Regions from separate parts of the Mus musculus genome. Here regions 1 and 2 are each linked to region 3. Evidence: chromatin contacts called from public Micro-C and promoter capture Hi-C data. All regions are on one chromosome and are shown on one strand. Each heading gives the region's core, a stretch centred on a gene start, on an enhancer-like site or on the middle of the called end of the contact. The rest is flanking DNA. Distances are from core to core; before and after follow the strand shown. Region 1 holds the start of Col9a2 (collagen, type IX, alpha 2). Region 2 holds the start of Foxo6 (forkhead box O6). Region 3 holds the start of Kcnq4 (potassium voltage-gated channel, subfamily Q, member 4).

Region 1 (3,001 bases), core at 315-2,814, 290 kb before region 3:
TAAACTTCCAGGCATCCCCACCCCTGCGCTCATAAAGTTCTCCTTTGTGGATAGCCCTGCTTCCTCTCAAGTCTGAAGTTAGATACTCACGTCGATGCCATCTGAACCAGGCACTCCTGGTGGCCCTGGTGGCCCTGGAGGACCCGGCTCCCCTGGTGGACCTCTCTGAAAATACACAAGAGTGCAGCCCTCAGACAGTACGCAGAACTGGGCTCCCAGGGGCTGCTGGAGACCCCGAGAGCAAAGGTGACTAGGGCAGCATCTCCCCAAGGAGATGGTGCTTCATGGGGAGTTTGTTGAGCAGCTACTGTGTGTCAGGCACTGTGTGCCATTATGCTCTGTTACTTTATGAACTACTCAGAACTCGGGGGGGGGTACTATTAGGGGTGACAAGCAGAGGGTGAGGAAACACAAAAAGACTCAAGGCTCGTGATCACTGCAAGTGAATGCTGAAACCGTGATTACACCCTAGGTTGGCTGGCTTCTTCCCCTGGGTCACACGGTCTTTGCACTGTCACGATAGGAAATAGATGAAGACATCATTTGCTCAAATCACAGATGATGTGCAAGATGGCACCTAGCCAACGATGGCCGTTCGAACTATTGCTGTTTTCTAACCAACAACAGGTATAGCGGTGAACTGGCACCTCTCCCTCGTCCCTGGTGCAGGTAAAGAGACCTCAGAGAAGAAGGAAAGCTGGGACTCTTCCCACCCAATCCTCCCTAAGGTAGCGAACCAGCCCCGACTCAGGAAGTCCACGCGTGCCAGATGCTGGCGCCAGGTGCCCTCCCCAGGTTAAGATGTGCCAGGCTGGCGCCTCACAGGCGAACTGTACCCCTACACTAGCACTGCTTGGTGAGCGGGCCCAGCATCCCCATTTGGTCCTAAACCGGGCATCTCTTTCCTAGGGCCCAGCTGTCCCTGCGAAGTGAGGCAGAAGCCCACAGTCAGGAAACGGACATATTGGGGCGACAGGGAAGTCTGGCTGGAGCCTGGGTCCCTTAGGAGACTCCGGGGGCGGAGGCTCCGCTGTCGACTGAATAGCCACCATTGTCTCCGCACCACCTGGGCTCTCTCCACTGCCAGGCCCCCGCGCCATCTCCTGCTCGACGCTGCCTGTCCCAGGCAAGGCCAAGCATCCCGAGGCAAGGTCCCTCTGGTTCCCGGACTAGTCAATCTCCCTTCACCGCGAGCGGTTTGCCGGGTATGCATCACCCCAGCGGCTCTGTCCTCAGCTGCCCCTCAGGCTAGGGACAGACTAGAACAGGTCCTAAAGACTCCAGGATCCTAAACCCAGGCTCTGCACCAGGGACGGCGGAGACAGAGAAGTGACAGGACTTACGATCTGAGCCAGGGCGAGCCACAGCACCTGGAGGAGAACGAACAGGCTGCGGGGCGCGGGCACGGCGGTCATGGCGAACAGCGGGTTCTGGAGCGGGGGTCCAAGCACCGATGGCGGGGGCTGCTTTCGGAGCCTCGGACTGGATCTCCCGAAAACGCAGCTAGACGGGCCGGGGCGGGGACCTGCAGGCCTGTCACCTGAGAGCACTGTGGGGAGGAACTGTCCAGCTCCGCCCGGTCAGGGGCGGATCTTCTGTGCCCACCCTGGGTCTGCATTCTGAGTTTGACCAGACGCCCCAGCTGGGAAGTCCCGGGGGCATCTCGGGGTACGGGACTACTTTCTGTGTGAAGAGCAGAAGTCCATTCGAAGTCCCTTTCCTCCTTGCCTCCAAGATCAAAGCCTTCCTCCTGGCCCTCAGCCCCATCCTTTCCCCGGGCAAGCTTGTCTGGGTCCTTTATCCTCCAGAGCCTCAACCATCTCAGGTTCTGGAGACCTGGCCAGGACTCCACCAACTCCATCTTTTCTAAATTGGCTCAGTCCTCTCCACAAACAATCAGGTCCCTGCCATATTAAAACACACCAACATCTTTCTTGAATCTGCCACCTCGGGAATTCCCCATCTGCCTCTTCTCTCCCCCTCCACCATCAATTCCATTAGAGTTGTCTGTGGCCTCTAAATTTCCCTTTCCTCTCGCCTCCCTGCTTCCATCGACCAGTGCGATCCGAACATCTTCCATCCTTGAGGCATCCTGTTAGCATTTGGATCTGCCCTTGGCAATGCCAGTCCTTCACGTCTTCTCTCCCAAGCATCCACCAGGCATCCACCCCATGTGACCTTGTACAGTTATATCCTTTGAAGACAAGTTTTTATCTATGCGAATGAGTGTTTTGCCCTCAGGTATGACCCTGTCCCATGGGGGACCAGACATCCTTGGAACTGGAGTTGTAGAAAGGTGTAAGCTCCTACGTGGGTGCTGGCAACAACCTGGGTTTTTGCAAGAAGAGCACGAGCTCTTCAGCAGGGAGCCATCTCTCCAGATCCCTACAATTACATATTAAGGAGGAGTACATGTTCTATGAAAAGTGTCCCTTAGACTATCAAACACCACAATGCATAGTCACACAAACTAAAATGGACCTGGGCTATCTAACCGTGTGGAACCACCTGCATGTGTGAGGTCCACTGTCAGCCAAGTGACACGATTGTCTTTCTCCTCAGCGGCACCTGCATGCTGCTGTCTCCTGGACTGGGAGAGACTTCTCCCTCACCCCCTTTCAACTGACCTCCCAAGTTCATGGAAACAGCCACCACTTTATTCAGTAACACCCCAAACCCACCTGTCTGGTCACCTCGGTCCAGAGCCCCTTTCTCCTCTCCTTCTCTTCCACTCACTGGCTAAGGGCAGTGGATCTCATGCAGCCACTAACCACAGTTATGACCACAGACACCTCCATGACATAAATGAAGTCTTAGTTTCCTCCTCTGTAACTGGGAACAACATGGTCCCTATCTTAAAGAATTTGCTTGAAGATTGAAGGAGCTGATGGTGGCAGCTGCTTAATGTGACAGCAGTGCGCTGTGACCCTCAGTATCATTTGCTCTTGGTATCCAACTGGCCTCCAGTATGGAAACTTGACCACAAGCAAATCAAGTGACC
Region 2 (3,010 bases), core at 72-2,571, 460 kb after region 3:
TTGGGAACCTTCCACAGCCTGGAAGACAGTGGTACCTAAAGTGAGGTCCCTAGTGCCTGTCAGCTTGCTAGAAATGTGAAGTCTCGGCCCCAGCACAGACCTGCCGCCAGACACTCGACGGTCGGGGTTCAGGCATCTGTTTTAATCCTCTGTAGGATAAAACCTACCACACACTGAACTTTGAGAACCAATGCTCTAAAATTGTGCTTGCAAGCACAGTAAAAGCCCAGGAAGCCCCATTTGCACAGAGAACAGGTAGGGTTGTGGTATAACGCCTGGCCTACAATCCAGGAATTATCAAACCATTTCTTTTCCCTAGACTGGTCCATGGCACAAAGAGACGAGAGTTAGATCAACCCTTAGTCTGGCTGTTGGAAGGAAGACTTGGAAACGTCAAGGGTCCAGAAGAGGAGGGCGGGGCATTTCTGGGGATGGTAGAAGCGGGGAGGGACCAGTGTTCCGAGCCCCGCCCCATTTCTGTTGCCCCGGGAAACCCCGGGTTGTAACAATAACCTGCTGACGCGCTCCTGGGAGGAATCCTTTGAAGGTTGTGGGCGGGGCAGCCCCGCTGTGCACCAATGGAAGCACTCGGGATCCGCCCCTACGTTGCCCTCCCCGAGCCCGGCAGGGGGCGGGGCCGCGCCAGACGTTTCTCGCCTGCTCCCTAGGGGGCGCTGTGGCGTGCGGGGCTTCGGCGGGGTCGCCCTTAGCGGGAGCTCCACGCCCCCCACAGTCAGCAGGCGGGGCACCCAGTAAGCAAGGATTCCGCGGCCCTGGGCGAGCACGCCCCGCCTCCTTTTGCTCCGGGTCCGCCCCGTCCCCGTCCCCCGCCCATCCCGAGGTGCAGCCGGCGCTGAGCGCGGCAGGCGCGGGAGCTGGCGCTGGAGCCGGAGCGGCGGCGGCATTCACGGGGCGGCGGCGGCGCGGGCTCTGGCACGGGCTCGGGCTCCGGCATGGTGCAAGCCAGCCTCGTCCCGGGAGAGCGGGGCCCGCGCGCGGGACCGGCGCCCGCGGAGCGGCGGCAGCGGCGGTGGCGGTGGTGGCTGCGGGCACAGACAGGCGGCAGGTGCTAGAAGCTGGGCTGGGCGAGGTGTGTGCCCGCTGGGCTCCCGGGCCGCCGCCCCCTCACTGCCTGGGTCTTTGCCTCCCTCCGTGCTCGCCAGTTTGTCCAGCCTCCTGCCTCCGCTCCCCGGCCCATGGCGCCCCGCGGTTGAGCCGGCGCCGCCAGGGACCCCTCCCGCGGGCCTCCCCGGGGCGCGCAGATCCCAGAGCCGCGCGCCCACCCTCCGCGGAGCCTCCCTCCCTGCCTCGCCCGAGCCGGGCGGGACCATGGCTGCGAAGCTGCGAGCGCATCAGGTGGACGTGGACCCGGACTTCGCGCCGCAGAGCCGGCCGCGCTCGTGTACCTGGCCTCTGCCGCAGCCGGACTTGGCCGGCGACGAGGACGGGGCGCTGGGTGCAGGAGTAGCCGAGGGTTCCGAGGACTGCGGGCCGGAACGCAGGGCGACGGCCCCAGCGATGGCCCCAGCGCCTCCGCTGGGCGCAGAGGTCGGACCCTTGCGGAAAGCGAAGAGCTCCCGACGGAACGCGTGGGGGAACCTTTCCTACGCCGACCTCATCACCAAAGCCATCGAGAGCGCCCCGGACAAGAGACTCACGCTCTCGCAGATCTACGACTGGATGGTCCGCTACGTGCCCTACTTCAAGGATAAAGGCGACAGCAACAGCTCGGCCGGCTGGAAGGTGGGGCATCCGGGCTCCGGGCAGGCTACAGGGAGGGGGGCTCTGGAACACCCCTAGGGGTCATGGAGTGCGCGCCCAGGGCGTGGGGCAGGTCAGTTGACAGGCGGGGGCATGCTGGCAGCAGCTGTATTCATTCATGTCCCCTAGGAAGGATGCGCGGGATTGGAGGTCTGGTAGGGTGACAGGGGATACCTTTTTGAGGCATCCCAGAGGATTATCCCTGGCCTGTCATTGAGCGTATAATAGCATAACTCATTTCCAGACCACGGACAGTAGGGAGCCCCCTTTGTTTTGTGTGACTTGTTTTACCCTCTCCACCAGGGTACTTGCTTTAAAGAGCTGGAGTCATGACCCGGGGCTCCTGTCTGCTTTCCCTCTCAAATCTTCCCTGGCCTTCCTGACACTGGCCCCATGGTGAAGAGTGCTAACAGATCAAGCCTCCCCCCCCCCCAACCCCATGCAATTCTTTCTATAGTGTTGAGAGTTCATCCTGGAGCCTAGTCGGGGTGAAAAGCATGGCAGACCACCGGAGATGAGTTCTTCATGGGGCAGTTGTCAGCCCCTTCCCTGGTACAGCATGGGGTGGGGGAGGTGCTTTAGGCTCCCTGCTGGGACTTGTGGGAATGGTGTTGAGGTCTGGGGGGGGGGTCTATTTCTACCCACTCGGGCAACTTATCTCTCACTTCCCTGGCTTTCTGGGCTCAGATGCACTTAAGGAGTGGGGCACCCCTAGAGAGACCTCAGTGGCAGGCAGTGGAAAGGGGAGAGCCATCTTGGGAGAAGACTTGGATGGGGGCTTTACTGGATTGTAGCTTCTAGATCCAGCTCCTCCTCTGTCCATCTTGTTGGGAAATGGGGCTAGCCTATGCACTTGGGGGTGAAAAGGCATGAGGGGACCTCTTGTGGGAGAGGTAGTCACTGTGAGGAAGACATGTCTGTGACCAGAGATGAGGCTGTTTGGGGTGTTGATTGGCAGCAAGATCTGAGGAGAGGGGCAGCAGCCATGGCCAGATCTAGATGCACTTGGGAGTCCTGATCTGGGAGCCCCCGGCTCTTGGGATTCCTGTACACTGGCATCTTCTTTGGCTCTCCTTGACCATTATGGGGCAGGAACACAAGACACAGAAGTAGACCTGAGTCTCATCCCCTCCATTTTCCAGTCCCCTACATCTCAGTTCCCACCAGAATACAACTTTCTCTCAAGTGTGCCCTGCTCTTGGGCTTGCTCTGCTTCTTGTCTGCTGTGTCCACCTTCCTTCCACTCCTT
Region 3 (3,104 bases), core at 485-2,984:
GGGTGGGGGATATACGGGCTTCAGCTTATAGGGAGAAGATAGCTATATCTAGCCCTGGCACTTGCAACCATAGTGCGCACCCCCCCCCCGCCCCCAAGTCTAGAAACCTTCAGTTCTCAGTAGGTCAGGGCATGACCTATGCAGGAGCACTGCGCACTCCCAGCACCAGCAGCAGTGGGAGAGATTCAGGTCAGACCCCAGAATGCATCCCAGCTGGGCAGGAGGGTAAGGGTCGCTAGGGGTTGGGGTACAGGCTGCCAAAGGTAGCTTGGGAACTTCGAATCCTACCCACCCTCACGGTCCATAGCCCTCCCTCCAGCCCTCCCGCTCTGGCGCTCAGCAGATCAATGCTGCCTTTGCTGACAGCTGAGAATCGAGCTTGCAGCCCGCCCCCCCCTTCCAGCTAGCTGTGTCCCCCGAGATCCTCCCCGAGGAGTGAAGAAGAGTTTGCTGCGGAAGCGCTTCACCCTGGGGCAGGGCCTGCGGAGGGAGCGGGAGCGTCTGGTTTGGCCATCGCTTTAGGCTGGGGAAGAAGGAAGGAGGGCCAGCAAACCCGAATCATCACCTAGTACACGGTCAGGAGGGCGAGGGAAAAGGGGCCAGACAGCTCACAGCGGAGACGGAGGTCAGGCACCGAGAACTTTTTGCTGGAGAGGGGTGCTCCTAGAGAAAGTCCTGGTGGGGTGCTATAGGCCTTTGGGAGTGCTCTGTCCGTTCCCCTAATACTGGCCCCTAGTACGTTTATTTCTATACTTCTATCTGCCCTAAACAAGCTTTTCTGGGCTAGAGTGGGAGAAGGGGGTGGCGGGTGTGAATCCCACGGAGCGGAGATGGAGTGGGGAGATGAGGGCAGGTACGTAATCAGGGAGGGAGCGTCCCCTCTGCTCAGGGTGATCAACTGGGGTCTCCTCCTTCATCAACAAGACGGGAGGAGAGACGCATCTGGGCACAACTGTGAGCTACACCACCCCACACATCTCTCGATAGCTGTAGGGCACCGGGCCCTTCAAGTAACAACAGCAGGAGGAACGGAAGCTGCTGTCCCAACTTCACTCGGCCCTCAGCGCATTTTAAACACCCTGCACTAGAAACCGAGGGCACGACCCGACGGGCACACCTCCTCGCTTACATTACCCATCGCGCTGTACTGCCCGGTTCTGCACACTCTTCTGTACTCTCATCCATCTATCTATCCACCCACCCACCCACCCACCCATCCATCCATCCATCCACCCACTCACTCTGAACCCACGCAGACCCACGGCTGGCTAGCCAACTCTCACAAGTAGGCACTTCTCTGGACACAAACACCTCCACTCTACAATGTAAGTGTCCCTCGAGCTACCGCGGCCACAACTCCACACTCCACGCTCCACTTTCCACAACCACTCACCAGGCGTCCCAACCTCCCTCCCCAGAGCGGGCCACCAGGGCCACACCACTCGTACACGCCCGGCCTCGGGGCCCGGCGCGCTGCCCGCGCCACGCGCTCGGGGCCGGGACACACCGACTGGGCGGACCGCGCGCCCTGCTCCGCCGCGTCCGACCCGGGTCCCCCTCCCGGTGCTCTTCTCTCTCGCTCCCTCCCCGATTTGGGAAGGCGGCCGCGGGGCGGGCGGGGGAGGGGCGGGGCGGGGCGGGGGAGGGTGACATGTGAGCGGCGCGCCGGCGGCAGGTGGAAAGGCGAGCGGCATGGAGCGCGTAATAAGAGAGTTGGAGTCGGAAAGAGCCGCCCCAGTCGCCGGGGAAGCGGGCGGTCAGTACGGGCTCCCGCGGCCCCGAGGCTCCGAGCGACCGCCTCCGGACCCCGCACGGACCCGGCCTGGTCCCTAGCCCCCGCCGCCTGCGTGCGCGCCCAGGGTCGCCTCGCCGGCCCGGGGTTCGAGCCATGCGACTCTGAGCCGCCCGAGCGCGCCCCCGCCCCGCAACGCCCCGGTCCCCCGTCCGGCGCCGCCCATGGCCGAGGCCCCCCCGCGCCGCCTCGGCCTGGGCCCCCCGCCCGGGGACGCCCCCCGCGCGGAGTTGGTGGCGCTCACGGCCGTGCAGAGTGAACAGGGCGAGGCGGGCGGGGGCGGCTCTCCGCGTCGCCTCGGCCTTCTGGGCAGCCCCCTGCCGCCGGGCGCGCCCCTCCCTGGGCCGGGCTCCGGCTCGGGCTCCGCCTGCGGCGGCCAGCGCTCCTCCGCCGCGCAGAAGCGCTACCGCCGCCTGCAGAACTGGGTCTACAACGTGCTGGAGCGGCCCCGCGGGTGGGCCTTCGTCTACCACGTCTTCATGTAAGTTGGAGCCCCCGCACCCCTTGACGTGCCCCGGCTCTGACCCCGCATGAGCCAGACTCCTTGGGGACCGCCACCCCGCGCTGGCTCCACCTCTCTATCCTATTGCCCCGGGGCAGACCCTCACTCAGTTCCCCTCTTGGGCCTGTGCCCCCTTTTCGGTCTCCCAGCCTGACCTAACCCCTGATCTCCCAGCCTTGACCCCTGTTGCCCTGGCGTCTAACCTCTTCTGCCTGCTCTCCTTACTTTCATCCTGATCGCAGAGCCCCACTGCTCTGATCCGTCATTCAGCTTCTTGCTCTTCTCTGCTTTACCAAGTCCGAAGCCGCTAAAGTGGGACTCTCCTTATCTTTTGTTCACCTCACCCTCCCTGTGTCCCAGACACAGAAGACCCTAGCCCCTACATTATTTTTCTCCCCTCAGGCTCTGTAGTTATGTTGTGCTCCCACCTGGTCCCCTTGGAGATTTCTCTCTTCAGAGACAGGCTGTACCCAGATCAGGGCTGTCTAGGGTCCCTATGGCTCTGACAGGCCTGTGTGCTGTTTCCAACTTTATCCGTGTCTTCTTTAGTCTTGCTCCGCACCCTCAACTTCGAAGTACCCAAGGCAGCAGGCTGCCCTGCCTGCCCTGCCCTGTCCTGCCTTGCCCTGAAGGCTGGGCCCAGCTCTCCTGCCTTGCTGGCCAGCTGTACTAGGCCTGGCTCTGAGCATGGGGAAAAAGAAAGAAGAGAGGGGTATGTTTGGAAACAATGCCGCTGTGGGGCCCCTCCTCCTCTCAGCAGGCTCCTACAACTTTCAAAACACTGACCCCTCTTGGATGTAGAGAGTGAAT

What was found. Promoter capture Hi-C pulls out the DNA fragments that hold promoters and counts their contacts. A called contact is a pair of places that touch in the nucleus more often than the background predicts.
Region 1: a contact with region 3 is called in a promoter capture Hi-C map of liver, with 2.4 times the contacts expected there. The contact joins the promoter of Col9a2 here to the promoter of Kcnq4 in region 3. A contact is called at or near these places in 6 of 39 promoter capture datasets (the HPC-7 cell line, HPC-7-derived erythroid cells, liver and 2 more) and 1 of 9 other capture datasets (liver).
Region 2: a Micro-C map of embryonic stem cells shows a contact between it and region 3, with 2.4 times the contacts expected there. The contact joins the promoter of Foxo6 here to the promoter of Kcnq4 in region 3. A contact is called at or near these places in 7 of 39 promoter capture datasets (the 3T3-L1 cell line, embryonic stem cells, liver and 1 more), 4 of 484 Hi-C or Micro-C datasets (all in embryonic stem cells) and 2 of 115 datasets of contacts at active chromatin or transcription factors (both in embryonic stem cells).

Annotation. Positions count from the first base shown.
Region 1 is chr4:121,038,129-121,041,129 of GRCm38.p6, reverse strand. It overlaps Col9a2 (collagen, type IX, alpha 2), which reads right to left and starts at 1,564. Exons shown (of 32, transcript NM_007741.2): 1 at 1,344-1,564; 2 at 91-165. The coding sequence starts at 1,415.
Region 2 is chr4:120,285,572-120,288,581 of GRCm38.p6, reverse strand. Foxo6 (forkhead box O6) reads left to right here and starts at 1,321. Exons shown (of 2, transcript NM_194060.1): 1 at 1,321-1,743. The coding sequence starts at 1,330.
Region 3 is chr4:120,746,029-120,749,132 of GRCm38.p6, reverse strand. It overlaps Kcnq4 (potassium voltage-gated channel, subfamily Q, member 4), which reads left to right and starts at 1,734. Exons shown (of 14, transcript NM_001081142.3): 1 at 1,734-2,273. The coding sequence starts at 1,957.